Linked DNA regions of Drosophila melanogaster: region 2 is linked to region 1. A link is a contact called in public Hi-C data. All regions are on one chromosome and are shown on one strand. Each heading gives the region's core, a stretch centred on a gene start, on an enhancer-like site or on the middle of the called end of the contact. The rest is flanking DNA. Distances are from core to core; before and after follow the strand shown. Region 1 holds the start of CG14650. Region 2 holds the start of Karybeta3 (Karyopherin beta 3).

Evidence for each region. A called contact is a pair of places that touch in the nucleus more often than the background predicts.
Region 2: a Hi-C map of the Kc167 cell line shows a contact between it and region 1, with 1.8 times the contacts expected there. The contact joins the promoter of Karybeta3 here to the promoter of CG14650 in region 1. A contact is called at or near these places in 23 of 107 Hi-C or Micro-C datasets (the D17-c3 cell line, the Kc167 cell line, the ML-DmBG3-c2 cell line and 11 more) and 2 of 6 datasets of contacts at active chromatin or transcription factors (both in the Kc167 cell line).

Annotation. Positions count from the first base shown.
Region 1 is chr3R:4,434,334-4,439,726 of dm6, forward strand. CG14650 reads left to right here and starts at 3,054. Exons shown (of 6, transcript NM_141216.4): 1 at 3,054-5,393. The coding sequence starts at 3,295. CG1074 reads left to right here. Exons shown (of 3, transcript NM_141214.5): 2 at 322-1,117; 3 at 1,174-1,842. The coding sequence ends at 1,718. Lipt2 (Lipoyl(octanoyl) transferase 2) reads right to left here and starts at 2,996. Exons shown (of 1, transcript NM_141215.2): 1 at 1,889-2,996. The coding sequence starts at 2,774. The coding sequence ends at 2,070. It also overlaps asRNA:CR46138 and asRNA:CR44134.
Region 2 is chr3R:4,647,101-4,652,493 of dm6, forward strand. Karybeta3 (Karyopherin beta 3) reads left to right here and starts at 2,076. Exons shown (of 5, transcript NM_079502.3): 1 at 2,076-2,667; 2 at 3,485-3,634; 3 at 3,699-4,793; 4 at 4,883-5,393. The coding sequence starts at 2,587. It overlaps rpk (ripped pocket), which reads left to right. Exons shown (of 4, transcript NM_079501.4): 3 at 1-220; 4 at 295-1,784. The coding sequence ends at 1,038. It also overlaps asRNA:CR44155.

The DNA of each region.
Region 1 (5,393 bases), core at 1,804-4,303:
ATGTATTTGTAAGAGGAAGAAAATAGTAAACTATATTTTCAAAAGTGTTTTCAACAGGTAGAAATTTAGCATTACTAGCTATAAATTATATACGATCGTTGAGATCTCAGGAACTACAAAACCTAAAAGGTTTCGAAAGGATACCTGATACCTGGTATACATACATTACGAATACGATCCGCGTACCTGTTAGATGTTTTTAGTGTAGGATACTTTGATTACATTATTTTTAGAGCTTGCGACACATATATAAATACTTCTGTAGTATAGAAGCATCAGCATATATAGTTATATTTATATTTTTTAATTTCGGTATTACAGAAACCATTTTGGTTGGTCGAATTTCGGGACACGGATACTGCGTTGCTATATGCATCCAGGTCCGTTTCGTTGCGCGCCATGTTCGAGCTCTACGCCCACTCCAACAAATTACCCGAGTTTCACCAGAGGCTACGGAATCATGTTACCGCGAACTGGCATTCGCTTGCGGAATACTTTCGGGTGGATGCCAGTTTTAAGATCGTTGTGGAGACCTACAACAAGCACTTCAGCCAGAGGGAAAAGGTTGAGAAAATCGAGTCCATGGATTACCTGCCAATAGAGGGAACGGTCAATCTGGAGAAACCCGTGGTGGAGTGGTGGTACATCGAGTTTTGGGGCTTGGATCCAACGGCTGTGCCACCTGAGCCGGAGGACATTCTGTTTGGTCGGCTGATGGCCCATGGTCAGCGGCATTTGATCAAGGAGCTTTCGCTGAAGCATCGTAAGTTTATCGGTAACACCAGCATGGACGCCCAGCTGAGCCTGCTAATGGCCAACCAAGCGATGGTACGCAATGGGGATCTGGTATTTGATCCGTTTGTGGGAACGGGCTCGCTTTTGGTAAGCGCCGCCAAGTGGGGCGGGTATGTCCTGGGAGCGGACATAGACTACATGATGGTGCACGCCCGCTGCCGGCCGAGCCGGATAACCCAAAAAGTGCGGGAGAAGGACGAGAGCATTCGGGCCAACTTGAAGCAGTACGGCTGCGCTGATCGCTACATGGATGTGGTGGTGGCCGATTTCTCCAACCCGGTGTGGCATTCCCGCATCTCGTTCGACTGCATAATAACAGATCGTAGGTTTATTCTTTTTTATACCAAACTTAAAATGTTCATTCTTTGGTAATTTAAGCTCCCTATGGAATAAGAGAGGCCACGGAAAAGGTGGAGAAAAAGGCTAGCGTAAAGGCCAACACTAGAAGTGACAGCATGGTGCATTACCCATCAACGTCGCACTATTCCTTGCAGAGTCTCTATGGGGATCTTCTCGAGTTCTCTGCGAGGCACCTAAAACTGGGAGGACGTCTTGTCTGCTGGATACCCTTTCACAGCGAGGACTACGACCCGAAGATGCTGCCACAGCATCAGCATCTGAGCCTGATAGCTAACTCTGAGCAGCAATTGACTGGGAATACAGCTAGGCGGCTACTCACCTATGAAAAGTGTTTCGAGTATAGTCCAACAGAACCCTTATTGTGCAGCATAAAACAGGTGCCAACGCCCTCGCAGGACTTCAGGGATCGGTACTTTAATAATGCTCTGGAGTCACGCAAAGAGCGTCGAATGCGGAAGGCAGAGCTGCGGGAACAGGCTCGTGTGGAGATGAATGCACGGGGAAAGATTCCTACGGATGGGCGCTCCAAAAAGTGTGACCTGAATAAAGCTCGATTTATGTGATCTCCATTGAAGTGTAATTTATAGTAAGATATAACTTCGATTCGGGCCAAATTTTTTGTTGGCTGTGTGTCGCTGAGTTTTCTTGTATGGCATACATTTCGAAGATTTTGATTCAGATTTGGACAAAAAAAAAAATAGATAAATACGATTGACAATGAGTCTATATATGTATATAGTTATAATGTTATTTTAATATTTTATGAAATACATAAATCTAGTTTACAAATTTCCATTTCGTAAAAGTTGAGATAACAGAAGGCCAGGAAATATGTATTGATGCATAATTTAAATTATAAATGTTGAAATAAACTTGGCGGTCCTTTATACATCATATGTATCCAAATAACCATATTATCCGATTTCAGCAGAACTTGCTGGTTTTTTGGCGTGTTCCTGAAGGCGGCATTCGAAAACTTTAGCGAAACTATTGAGGAGTGCGCCACTGGCCTCCTCGACAGGAAAATGTCTGTCCAGCTCTTTGCTGAGCGAGGTGACCCCCTTGCCTTCGATTCCGCAGGGCACAATGTGCTCAAACCACTGCAGATCCGTGCAGCAATTGAGGCCGATTCCATGCGTGGTGACGTAACGCGAGCCGTGGATACCGATGGCACAGATCTTGTTGTCACCCACCCAGATACCGGTGTCCTTGGTCGCCTTGGCACTGGAAATGCCCATCTGGTGGCAGGCCTCGACAACCATCCGCTCCAACGTCGCCACGTACCAGCGGATGCTCGGCACGAACTGACCCAGGTGCAGAATGGGATAGGCCACCAACTGGCCGGGGCCGTGAAATGTGATCAAGCCACCGCGATCTGTGCGATGGAAGTCTGCTCCTAGCCGGCGGAGTCGGTCTTCATCCTGCGCCGTATAGTCCTTTGTCCTTAGTCCGACTGTGTAGACCGGGTCGTGCTCCTGAAGCACCAGGTAGTTTCGGAACTCCGCTGGCGGATTCAGGATCTGGTTGGACCTTGCAAGACGTTGCTGTAGCTGTAATCCTGCTGAATAGCTATGCCGCCCGGCCCGCACCACGGTCACCAGCGGTCGGACAAAAGGCATTTTTTTAATTGTTTAAAAATCATTTGACTGCAACGTTTAAAACAACAAATATTAACCAGGGCTGCACGATCAGCGGGTTCATCAATATATGTATCTTCAAAAACGGCTGATTGGTGGCAATGGAAAAGTTGGCGAAATTTGTTTTTTTATTTGAGGAAACTTCGATTAATAATCCAACAGTTTAACAACAATTCGGAAAATACGTTGGAGGGAAATCTTTCGATAGGTTACTACCAGGGTTGGTCGAGGGCAGTTAGGAAAATGGAATTCCACCCATCTGGCAACACTACATTTGACGTTTGCAATAAAAAGATATAAAACTCTTACACACGGACGCTCTGCGAATTATTTAGAGTTTGGAGTGAAAAAGTGGGCTAGGGCCACAGAAAACCAACTACCTGTCACCTGCGATTGCAGCACATCCGTGACAGACTCGCTGCGGTGAATACATGGAGCACGCTTGAAATTCCAATAGGCGAGCGGAGCTGGTGCGCAAAAAGCATAGGCCCCATCGCAGGACATGGCGACTCGTCAGGACGACGAGATTGGAGGGGGCAGCACTGAGTCTGCACCCTTTCGCGTCCTGCCCCACACTGACGAAGTGGGCAACTACCTGGCCCACCAACAGCAGCAACAGCAACAGCAGCAGCATCAACATCAAACCCAAAACTATCTGATCCACCAGCAGCAGCATGGACAAGCACCTGTCCCGCTGATGTGGCCACCTCCACCACCGCACCTAGCCGGCCCCCCATTTGCGCCCCATCTTCAGCAGCAGCAGCCCCACATGTACAATGAGTATCTCTTCAATCTGTCCTACTCCGGTCAGCCAGGCCAGCCAGAGACCTACTCCGTGCTGCCTGTGGGACCCGGCAACTTTCTCAAAGTGTACCACTGCCCGGACAACCAGGTCAGCGAAGCCGGCACCCCACTCTTCACGCATATCAACATGGCCTCGATTAATCACCATCAGCTGCAGCACCAACACCAGGCCGCTCCGCCGACACCTTCGCAGCCGACTCCACTGTATGAACTGTTTGCCACAAATCCTTTGACTTTACCACATGCACAGCAGCAAGACGCCCAGCATCGACAGCCCCAACAGACGCAGACTCAGGCCCCAACAGTGTCCCAAGTCAATCACTCGTCGAGCAGTGCTAACCTTCTCATTAACAACCTTGTAAACAACTGGTCGCCCAATTTGACTGGTGGAAGCTACATTCAATTTGATGGCGAGGCCAACGAGATGGACGTCGTTCTCGAGACTTCGATAGCCCAACAGCCACAGGTTCCTAATCAGAACCTGCAGCAGCCTGAGCCACTGTCGCAATCCGTCAATACACTGCCAGCGGCTTCCAAGCCAGCCAAGTCTCTGAAAATGCCTTTGGCCACTGCCACCGTTTCACCAACTGCCATCAACAAGTCGAGCGTCGCCGTGCCTGGCCAACCCGAAGGCAAAAAGCGAATCGTGGCCGAGGTGAAGCCCATGCCCATGTCGTACTCCGATGTGCTCAGCAAAGGCACAAAACCGAGTGCTGCAGGGCGAGATATGCGCGCAGACAACGGTGGGGACTACAGTGTACAATCGCAGAGGCGTCCGGAAAAGGAGGATGCATATGGAAATCGCGAGATGCGGACGTCAAAACGTTCACCGCTGCACGATGCCAAGGAGACGGGTTCGTTTGTGCCCGGTGTTGGTCATGCGCATGCCAGCCGAGGCAAGAAGCGAAGTAAAGTCAGCCAGACCGCGCCGCTCAAGGTTCAACAGTCTCAGTCTCTAGCACAGCCAAATCTACAGCCGCAGATTAAATCAAACAAACTAAATAATCCGGAAAAGAAGCGGCCACTGCAACCGAAGAACGTAAATAGCAACGCCCCTAAGTTTTCGGAGCATAAGACCACTCCGGTGTCCGCCAACAGCAGCTTGCAGAACCACAGCAATGTTCTCAATTTTACTCCGGCAACGAATTCTAGCACTTCATCACGTAAATCAGGCAGTAACAAAATCAACTCCAACGCGAGTCACTCGAATCACACTGGCGCAAACACACATGCGGGAAGCAGCAGTAGCAGTAGCAGCGTAAATTACTCCAGCAATAACAATGTTAGTTCCTCTTCGGCCAAACGGTATTCCTCCTCGAATCTTAACCCGAACAACAGTTCTGGCTACTCCTACTCATCGAAGCGCAATCGAAGCAATGCCTATTCGTCGACAAACTCGCCCACCCATGCCAACAGCTTTTCCAGTAACCGCAACTACGAGTTGGCCAAACGTATTATCCACACCTGGTGGATTTACACCCTGAAACTTTTAACGTGGCTGTTTTATTTGGTGTACGATATCGTGGTTCTGGGCTTTAGCATGGGATACGAGCGGATAACGTTGGCCTATGTGGCTGCATTGGCTTATGCGCGGCAGCTGCAAAAGGAACTGAAGCAGAACTCTGGCAAGCCAAGCATATGGTGGCGAAGTTATTGGCGGCGATTCGACGCTCGCTTTGCTAAGAACTCGCGCCTGGCCGTATGGCGACTTTTCTACAAACGCAAACCGCCAGAAACCACTTCCGAGCAATTCAAAACTGGTCGTCTGCCACAAACGGGTGAAGAAGCAATGTACTC
Region 2 (5,393 bases), core at 826-3,325, 210 kb after region 1:
CTATCAGTATCAACACAGCGGGGAGCCCCTGGAAATGGAAAATATTAGCTCGCAGCATACGGCCTGGACTCTGGAAACGGGCTATGCACTGGACAGCGATGTGGAGACCTTTCCGGCTCGTGTCTTAAGTGCCGGAGCGCGATCTGGCATTTTCTTGGCCCTCCAAAGCTTTAAGCAGGAGGTGGACTACGCCTGTCGAGGACCTGTGCAGGGATTTAAGGTGGGAAAATTTGAAAACGTAGCTGTTTGCTTTTTCTTGCTCCAATATGTGTCTACAGTAATGCCAATCTACAGGTACTGCTTCATGCGCCCGATGACGTCCCGCAGGTTTCCAAACAGTTTGTGCGCATTCCCATGGGCAAGGAGGTGCTGATCGCAGTGAAGCCCAACATGATCACCATGTCGTCGGGAATAGCAGAGTACCATCCAGTTCGGAGGCAGTGCTTCCTCAGCCACGAGCGGTCGCTGCGTTTTTTTAAGGTGTACACCGAATCAAATTGCCAACTGGAGTGCTTGGCCAACTTCACGCTGACCAAGTGCGGATGCGTTAAGTTCTCGATGCCCAGAAACGTGGACATGCCTGTATGCGGAGAGGACAAGATCCACTGCTACGATCGGGCAGAAAGGGAGTTGTTAGTCAGGGAATTCAAAAGAGTAAAAGCGCTGAACGCTGGCCGAGAAAATTCGCGGAGCGTGGAATCTGCCTGTAACTGCATGCCAGCATGCACATCCCTCGTCTACAACACGGAGATTTCCCAGGCCAACTTTGATTTGGAAGAAATGCTAGTGGCTGAGGGCGACACTGAGTTCCTGAAGGAGTATCCCGGCTCCCAGATGTCCCGCTTGTCCATTTACTTCAAGCAGAGTCAGTTCATCACTTCAAAGCGGTCGGAGCTTTACGGAATGACCGAGTTTCTGGCGAATTGCGGTGGCATTTTCGGTCTATTCATGGGGTTCTCCATCTTGAGTCTTGTGGAAATGATCTACCACTTCACGTTGCGGCTCTTTACCAATCTGAAGCGCCTGGTTAAAGGATAACCCATTAGCACTATTTCGTAAGTGCGAACAATTCTTATGGTTCCAAAAATTGTGGTTTGAACTAGTTATATACATATTTATACTAATGCTTAGTCTAGCAGAAATTTTTCAATATATGCCATACTAGGTAATTTCAAAACATAGCTGACATAAAAACCAAGACGGAGTCAGTCTTCCCGAACATTTTCAACAGTGGCTTCGATGTCATAATGTCATTATATAACTCAGAATCGGCTGAATTTATTGATTCCAATCTGTGTCGAGTCTTCCGCAAGGACATCCTTCAGCTGAATGTCTTAAACTCTTCAAATGCGACCCAATTTTGGATATATATTTCATATATATTATTTATCAGGCCCATATGGACACCATCTTCCACGTTTATGCTATCTTGAAGGTCTATGATGCCCGTTAACTTAGCACATGAATTCAGAGTAATCGATGATTTTCATAGCTCAACCACCTTACTAATGTCTTCAATGTTTTAATCAACATAATCAACATTTAGTACACACCGACAGCGGTGTATTATCTATAGTCTATCTTATAATCTAGAGTCTGTTCAGAATTTCATTGGGGGTCCTTTACTTTCGAATAATTGCCTTGAAACGAATTGTAACAACCTTATAGTGGCCTCACAGCTGCACATTAACAGCAATGCTTCTTCCGAGGTGTTAGGGTCTTAAATGATCGCAAGAAATACATATGTAAATACAATAATTGAATAAATATTACTTATCATGTCTAGATCGCAGCCCATGTGCAGCTTCTTTTTAAGCTTTTCGGTTCAAGAAAAGCCTTGCCTTTCATCATTTTCACCAATGATTGTTATTGTATTTAGAAAACCTGCACACAAATCGGTGAATGGTGCACTCGGAATAATATGCCATTAGATTTAAATGAGTTTCAAGCCATTTCTTGTTTCTAGCTTACAATATATATATATAATTTACATAGTTATTTTAAACAAGAAACAAACCATTTAAATCTAGGCTACCTGACTTTTTCTTTTAAATACACACAATTCATTCAGTCCTACGGTCTTTGGAAATAGATTGTAATTTTTAGAAATACTTTGTGTTCTCACACTAACACAGTTCTATTTCCGTTAAAAGATCATAATCAACTGTTAAACTTTAGCTAGAGTTTTTGACGGTTCTACAAACGCGCCAGCTATCGGGCATCACTAGTGCGGGCGGCCGCTTGCGCGCCAAAAGCAGTCGCGTTTTATCGATAACGGCGGAGCAGTATTGCCTTAGCGCTTTAGCGAGATTCCAGCGTGTCCACTAAATTGCATAAAAAGTTAAATAAAAGAAAGTTGGATAGGCCGCGCAGCAGCAGCACCCACCAAAGACCAACCATCCCAAGATTCACGGCAATCACGAAAACTGACCAAGAGTGCAGTGCGCTTGTTTGCGAACCTTGGCAACCCAGCCAGTTGTTCCGTTCTGCTCTTTTTAGGCGGCCGCCGTTGCGTGAAGACTGAAGTGAAAATCGTGGTTTCCACGAGTTCCCGTGTTTCGATTCATTTGAACCAGACAGGATAAGATGGCAGCGGATCAGGCCCATTTCCAGCAGCTTCTGGCCTCCCTCTTGTCCACGGACAACGATGTTCGCCAGCAGGCGGAGGTGAGTCCCAATATTCTCGATTACGGCGTGGCAGGGGATCTTGCAGAGCGTATTGCCGTCGCCTCGAAATTTCGATGCGCAATTCCCGCAATGGGTTGCACATGAGCAAAAATATACGGCGGACTGCCATCAATAAGATCTTCTCCCGGCACATATGTATGTATACACACGAACAAACGTCGGTGTGCGAATCCTACGGCCGAAATTTCAGACGAATCTGATTCATCGTACAAAACGTGTTTTCGCCCTCCGCTTTGCCCCGACATTCGCATGTGTGCGAGGGAGAGCCGACGGACAGACGGTGCGAAGCAAGCAAACAAAGCAAAATGGAAGCGAATTGTGCAATTTGCATGGCCGCCACATGATTTTCCATTAGAATTCGTAGTAGGCAATTCGGTTTACCGATTGCCGCCGCAAACGGAAACAAAGAGCAGGTGCGAAATCCATGACACACGGTTCCAGAAATGCAATCTGTCGGTTGATAAGCCACTCGGATTCCGAAGTCTCGCTCCGGCGCCACATGGCACCGCCACGCCCACGCCACACCAGCCAGAAAACCCCACCCACTCTGTTGACCTTGGGCAGATGGCAAGCATGGTACCGCTTCCACCCAAAGTTCCACCTGGATTGCTAAAAATACCTATTCAGAATTGTGACTTTGCTTTTCACTTGAGAGATGGAAATAATCGAGATCCGTTTTAAATTGTTTCAGAGCCCAATGTTGTCAAGGTGGAATTGTATTTACATATATAAATAATATTTATATATTTTAAAATTACATCGAATGGATATGTACAAAAACCATTTTTAATTCCAGGAAGCATACAACAATCTTTCAAGAGAGCTGAAGGTGACGCATCTCCTGGGCAACATCCAAAATGGCCAGCAGTCGGAGGAGGCTCGACAGATGGCCGCCGTGTTGCTGCGCCGCCTGTTTACCACCGAGTTCTTTGATTTCTACAAAGGGGTAGGCATAAAGCCGCGCAGAGAATCGCCCTCTGAGCATCTTTCTAATATTACCTCATTTGCAGCTTCCAGCTGAATCCCAGAACCAATTGCTTCAGCAGATCCTTTTGGCCGTGCAGCAGGAGGTGACGCCGCAGCTGCGTCGCAAGATTTGCGAGGTAGTTGCCGAGGTGGCCAGGAATCTGATCGACGAGGACTGCAACAACCAGTGGCCCGACATCTTGCAGTTTCTCTTTCAATGCGCTAACTCGCCTACGCCGCAGCTGCAGGAATCGGCACTGCGGATCTTCTCTAGTGTGCCTTCCATATTTGGAAACCAGGAAGCTCAGTACATTGATCTGATCAAGCAGATGCTTGCCAAGAGCATGGACGCTGGATCCGATCCGGAGGTCCGAGTACAGGCCGTGCGAGCCGTCGGAGCCTTCATCCTCTACCACGACAAGGAGAACGAGACGGCCATCCACAAGCACTTCGCTGATATGCTGCCCCGCATGATCCACATCACTGGCGAGACCATCGAGGCCCAGGATGATCAGAGTCTGCTAAAGCTCCTGATTGAGATGACCGAGAATTGCCCGAAGTTCCTGCGTCCCCAGCTGGAGTTCATTTTTGAGGTCTGCATGAAGGTTTTCAGCTCGCAGGACTTTGAGGACAGCTGGCGTCACCTAGTGTTGGAAGTTATGGTGTCGCTCGCCGAGAACGCCCCGTCGATGATACGCAAGCGAGCGGACAAGTATATCGTGGCCCTGATCCCGCTGATTCTCCATATGATGACGGATTTGGATGATGACGAGAACTGGTCCACCGCCGACGTGGTCGATGATGACGATCACAGCGACAACAACGTGATCGCCGAGTCCTCGCTGGATCGCCTCGCCTGTGGATTGGGAGGAAAGATTGTGCTTCCGCTCGTAATGAACGCTCTGCCGGTTATGTTGGGTCATGCCGATTGGAAACATCGCTTCGCAGCCCTCATGGCCATCTCGGCCATCGGTGAGGGTTGTCACAAGCAGATGGAAGCCATCCTAGATGAGGTAATGTCCGGAGTCCTGAACTTCCTGAGCGATCCTCATCCTCGCGTTCGATACGCCGCTTGCAACGCCATTGGCCAAATGTCCACCGACTTTGCACAGACCTTCGAGAAGAAGTTCCACAGCCAGGTGAGTCTTAAATTGCAACTGCTTTATCAACTTTCTAATAAGCAATTGAAATTAATTAAATGCTTAACAATTTTCCCTTGTTTCGCCAGGTGATTCCCGGCCTCTTGTCTCTTTTGGATGACGTGGAAAATCCGCGAGTGCAAGCACACGCAGGTGCCGCTCTGGTGAACTTCAGCGAGGACTGCCCGAAAAATATATTGACACGCTACCTGGACGGGATCATGGCCAAGCTGGAGACTATTCTGAACTCGAAGTTCAAGGAGCTGGTGGAGAAGGGAAACAAGCTGGTACTGGAGCAGGTAGTGACGACAATTGCATCGGTTGCAGACACCTGCGAATCGGAATTTGTGGCCTACTACGATCGCCTAATGCCATGCCTTAAGTTCATCATCCAGAACGCCAACTCGGATGATCTCCGCATGCTTCGCGGCAAGACCATTGAATGCGTGAGCTTGATAGGATTGGCGGTGGGGCGGGAGAAGTTTATTGGTGATGCCGGAGAAGTCATGGATATGCTGCTGGTCAATCACACCGAGGGGGGGGAACTAGCTGATGATGATCCGCAGACCTCCTATCTCATCACTGCCTGGGCACGTATGT